Regions from separate parts of the Sus scrofa genome. Here region 2 is linked to region 1. A link is a contact called in public HiChIP or PLAC-seq data. All regions are on one chromosome and are shown on one strand. Each heading gives the region's core, a stretch centred on a gene start, on an enhancer-like site or on the middle of the called end of the contact. The rest is flanking DNA. Distances are from core to core; before and after follow the strand shown. Region 1 holds the start of BSDC1 (BSD domain-containing protein 1). Region 2 holds the start of ZBTB8OS (protein archease).

The links. HiChIP or PLAC-seq counts read pairs in DNA pulled down with a chosen protein or histone mark.
Region 2: an H3K27ac HiChIP or PLAC-seq map of alveolar macrophages shows a contact between it and region 1. The contact joins the promoter of ZBTB8OS here to the promoter of BSDC1 in region 1. A contact is called at or near these places in 1 of 5 promoter capture datasets (liver), 9 of 47 Hi-C or Micro-C datasets (brain, embryonic fibroblasts, epiblast stem cells and 4 more) and 2 of 2 datasets of contacts at active chromatin or transcription factors (alveolar macrophages and skeletal muscle).

What each region holds. Positions count from the first base shown.
Region 1 is chr6:88,837,857-88,840,496 of Sscrofa11.1, forward strand. It overlaps BSDC1 (BSD domain-containing protein 1), which reads right to left and starts at 1,352. Exons shown (of 12, transcript XM_005665183.3): 1 at 995-1,352; 2 at 628-688.
Region 2 is chr6:88,985,686-88,988,325 of Sscrofa11.1, forward strand. ZBTB8OS (protein archease) reads right to left here and starts at 1,314. Exons shown (of 7, transcript XM_005665186.3): 1 at 790-1,314. The coding sequence starts at 886. RBBP4 (histone-binding protein RBBP4) reads left to right here and starts at 1,407. Exons shown (of 12, transcript XM_013999126.2): 1 at 1,407-1,707; 2 at 2,275-2,422. The coding sequence starts at 1,692.

The DNA.
Region 1 (2,640 bases), core at 102-2,601:
TGAAGCAGGACTCACCCCAGTTGCTTGAGGTAAATAGTAATTAACTTTTTCCAGAATTCAGTTGGGTTGGTTTTGACAAACTAGCATGGAATGAAACAGGAATGCACAGGGCACTGTCCACTGGCAAAGCCAAGTCTCACTCATCCCACAGGGATTGCTGTCTCCCCACTGGACTGAGTTTTGGGAGACCCAGGACTGCATCTGTTTGGCTAACATCGGTATCCTCAGGACCTGTCAGAGAGTGCTGGCTGTGGCATAGACTCTTAATATTTGAATGAATATAAGAGTAAGCTTCTATTTCTAGAATCCTTTTTCTTCAAGGTCTAGATCAAATGTTCTCTCTTCTACGAAGCTGTGTACTTTCCAAGCAAAAATAAATAGTTCCTTCCCATGGGTTTCCACGACACGGTCGCTCCAGCCTCTAAGACTGTCTTTATTTCACGGTAGTTAGACACTGGTCTGAGTCGGGCTGTGTTCTCCCTTAGACCAACAGGAGCTAAAAGTAGGGCCTCAGTCGGTTTCATCCCAGAGGCTTGGCGGCCACACAGGTCAGGCGGGGTGGCTCGGACCAGGTTGCAGTGAGGCGGCGCGGGGCCCTACCCTAGAAAGGGCGCTGGCCCGGCTTACCTTCTCCTTGACTGCCTGGTAGCTCTGCTGCAGCCAGCTCCGCCACCATCCCACGTCCTCCCTGTGGAAGACAGACACATCTGGCGGCCCCGCGGTGCGACTTTCGCCCGCGCAAAAATCGGGTCTCAGCTTCCCCCTCAGATGTGGCCCGCGGACCGAGGCTTCGAAAGCCGCTTCCCCACCCCCTCACTCTGCGACTCCCCGCCTTTTCAGCTCCGTCCACGCCCACGCTGGCCTCCAGCTCCCCGCGGGGACCCTGGCCCAGCACCCCAACCCTGGGAGAATTCAGGGCCCAACGCCCGAGAACTAGATGACGGGCTCACCCTTCCGCCATCTTGCCCGCATGACATCATCACTATTTACTGACCTTTGACTTCCGACACGGCACCGCCCCCTCAAGCACCGCCCCGGAGAGCGGGGCCCAATCCTCAGGCCGACACCGCCCTCAGCCCAATCTCCGCCCCGCTCCTTCACTAGGCTCCGCCTCTTTAAGCTGCCTCTAGTCTCCGTCCAGAGTTCGGACTTAAACTCCGCTCGGTCCAATCCTCACCCATTTTCGTCTTCAGGCCCCTCCCCCTCACTGTTAGCCCCACCCCACCAACCTAGAACCTTTATCGATATCAGCGGACATGCGATACGGTGGCCGCTTTGGACCAAGATCAGCCCTCTGGCTGTGGGCTTAGAGAGCTGGGAGTAGAGGAATAAAGGGAGCGAGCCTGGCCGCTGCTCGAATGTCCGTAGGCCCTAAGCTCAAGGCTAGGACCGCCCCCCTTTATGAAACCAGCAGCGTAGCAGCTGCCTGGGGCTCTTTGGGCTAATTCAGCAACCGCAGTTTGCGGAGCTCTGGGCCAGGGCTTGGAGGTGTTTGGAGGAAAATTCAGAAGTGACTTCGATGCAGCCTCGGGAGACGGTCTCAGGATATTGGGGAGACACACATTTAGTTACCTCAGTTCTTGGCGACTTAACTCAGAATAGCGTGAGCTGGATGGGATCTGGAGAAATCCGGAGACAGTCTGGAGGAAGGGGATTGAGTGTGTAGTGGGGTGTGTGTGTGTGTGTGTGTGTGAGCTGGAGACACTTTCCAGAGCAGGCTTCCACTGCCCATGCTGCCTCATTTGCTTGCCTGCACCTGCATCCTCATACTTTGTACTGGATCCCATTACCTCTTGTCTGAAGGCGTAGCTTTAGTAATTATTTTCCCCCATTGCGTTCTCTTTCCCCTCTTTACCGGATTATTTGTGTCATCATGTATACTTTTATTATCCCCATCGTAAGCAAACAAAAACTTGACCCTCATCATTTCCCTGTTCCCCTTTGCAACAAACTCCTCCATTCTCTCTTTTTTCTTTTTTCACTCGTACTTGCCGCATATGGATGTTCTTGGGCCAGGGATCAAATCCAAGCCACTGCTGCGACCTATGCCACAGCTGCGGCAGTGTGGATCCTTAACCCAGTGCACCCGGCATTGAACCTGAATCTCCAAAGCCACCGCAGCTGCTGCCGTCAGGACCTTAACCCACTGAGCCACAGTGGGAACGCCTCCATTCTCTCTTGAGCTCACTTCAGTGAGGTTTCTACCTCTCCACTGTACTTTAAATCACTTTTGCTAGGGTGCCAAGGGCAATGACCAATTTTCAGCTCTTTATAGTATCTTATTTAATGCAACTGATCTCTTTCCTTTTATGTTCATTTTCTTCACGTGGCTTCCAGGACATCATGACCTCCTGACTTTCCTTCTACCTCACAGGCATCTCCTCAAGGTTCTTCGCTGTTTTCTTTTCTTTCCTTTTTTTTTTTTTTTTTTTTTTTTTTTTGGTCTTTTTGCCTTTTCTATGGCTGCACCCGCGACATATGGAGGTTCCCAGGCTAGAGTCGAATCAGAGCTGTAGCCACCGCCCTACGCCAGAGCCACAGCAATGCAGGATCCGAGCTGCGTCTGTGACCCACCACAGCTCACCGGCAACGCCAGATCCTTAACGCACTGAGTGGCCAGGGATCATACCCGAAACCTCC
Region 2 (2,640 bases), core at 64-2,563, 150 kb after region 1:
TGTACCACAGTGGGAACTCCCTGTACTTTTTGAATTTGGCATCATGTATAGAACTTATTAAAAGTAATTTTTAAAAATTGCTAAGTGAGAGAAAAATGAGCGTAGGGAGACATACAGGGTCCAGAAAGAACTAAGCCTAGTAAGCTATGGTAAATAGTTGGATTCTATACTGAAGACAAGGGGAATTTAATGAAATATTTTAAGCAGGGATATTAGAGTCAGATTAGTCCTTCCCAGACCACAGCCACCTTTAGGGATGATAGCTTAAGGTTTATATAGAACTTCAGAGTCTGCACTACACTTTCACATTTATTTTTATCTCAATTATCCCTCACATGAAGGAACTGAATGCAAAGAAAGGTTATGTGATTTGCCTAAAGTCACTTAACTAAATATGGCAAAACCAGGTCTTTTTACTAACACGATACAGGTAAAACACCAAGTTAGAAGTTCCCTACTGAGAGCTTTCAGTCCCCTAACCTAGCCACACTCTTAGGAGACGACAACTCCGCAAACGCTTGAAAACACGGTTGTGTTTAGAATTAATACACCAATAAAATTCCCACAAAGTAAGCGTGAATAGGCACACGTAGAAAAAGTTCAAAAGACTAAATGTGGAAGCCCAGATTTCCGATTCAGACCGGGTGGCTTTTCCCTTCAGCATCCGCGGGACAAGCACAGAAGAGACAAACAGGGCTAAAAGGGAACGTGCCGGAAGTACCGTAGGGGACAAAGTGGAAGGCGAGGCCAGAAGCCCCAGGTAATGAGAGAAGTGAGACACCTACTCACACTCGTACTTCCGATTGACTGGAGGATACTTGGCCTTGATCGCCTTCTGCTCCTCAGTCAAATTGTAATCTCTAAAATCTTCCCCTTCCAGCGCCATGATTGTGCTTTTGGACCCAAACTCAGCTTCCGCCCTTCTTCAGCTGGACTTCGGCCCTGACTTATAACTTCCGCTCTAGACTCCGCCCCTTGGCACACCCTTAAAGGACCAGGGCTCCATTCCCTGGGAGGTACTTAATCCTTCTAGACTTCCGTTCTGTGTCCCAGGGTTTGGAGCACATCATTAAAAGTCGAAGGACCCACTTTCTGCTCTTGCTTAATAGTTCTTCCTACGACTAAGGAAACAAATAATTTGGAGGACGTGGAATAAGGGACACGAATTAGACACCTTTCGATCTGAATGATAGAGGCCTTTTCTTGCCGCCTAGCCCCACAATAGATAACTAGACCCGGAAGCATCCTACATTTTCCCATCTAAAGTACTACTTTGAAGGGGTCGCTAGCTTAACACCCTTCACGAAAATGGCTGCCCCCAAAAGCGTGCGGACTAAACCTCTCACGTGACCCCGGGCGGGTGCACTTCTACTACTCCCGCGCGCGCGAGCGCGCGCGCGTGATCGGAGGAAGTCGGCTTGGGGCCGTGTGGGGGCAGGGGCAGAGCGCGCGCCTGGGCCTGGAGGCAAGCTGCTCCGCGCGTCTGGATAGGCTGCGATCGCGGCTTCCCCGCCCACACCGACGTTCGGCGCACTCCGATTGGCCGATGTTGGCGCGAAGGTGCGCGAGTCGGCCCTCACGCAGGGGCAGCAGGAAACAATAGAGGCCGCGCGCGCAGAAGGAGCGCTCGCAGCCTCCCCGCCCCTCTCGCAACGCTCTGCCCCAGGATCCCCCCGGCTTGCCTGTACGCCATGGCGGACAAGGAAGGTGAGGGTGCCGGGGCCGCCCCAGGAGGGCGGGAGGAGTCAGGCTTGCGCCGCGGCCTCAACGCGGCCTAACGGTGGGGGCAGGCCAGACTCTGCCTAGGGCCGTCCCCGCCATCGCAGGCGTGAGGAAAAATCGCCCCGCGGGGCGGGCTCATGGCGCGCCAGCCCCTCTGGAGCGGAGGCCCGGCGCAGCGGTGTGAGGCTGGCCGTGGTGGCCTCGGGGGGGGTGTTTGGTCCCTCCCGCGCTCCCCGTCGGTCTACCTGCCTCTCTCCGGGTCCTCCCGGCCGCTCTCCCTACCCGCAGGGGTCGGTGCTCGGTCTCACCGTCGGTTCTGTGCGCTCGACGGCGGGCGCCGTCGCCCGAAGGGCTAACGGAGTGTCTGGTCGGGATTACCCGAGCAGTTCCCGCCCGGCGAAGCTGGAGAGCGGTGGTGGTGCCTGCGCCTCCGGGAGATCTAGACTAATCTCCATTTCAGAATCAGGATTCAGGAGCCGTGACGGTAGCTTTGGAAGTGTTTACTCGGTTTCCGTTTGTGGTCGCTAACTTAATTTGTTCTTAATTTTTTAGCAGCCTTTGATGACGCAGTAGAAGAACGTGTGATCAACGAAGAGTACAAAATATGGAAAAAGAACACCCCTTTTCTTTACGATTTGGTGATGACCCATGCTCTGGAGTGGCCCAGCCTAACTGCACAGTGGCTTCCAGATGTAACCAGGTGATAGGAATCTCTCGAATGCTGTTTTGTTGTGTCCTCAGTGTAGATTTCTCACATTGATTTTCCCTGTTTTCCTCTCTCCAGTCACCCGTAGAGGACACGTGATCAAAGCCTATTGGTGACATTTTTTTCCTAGGCCAGAAAGTAAGGCAAAATGTAAAATTATTTTGCAGTTTAGCATATAAGAGAGAACATACTGATGTTTTCTTTTTATTTAC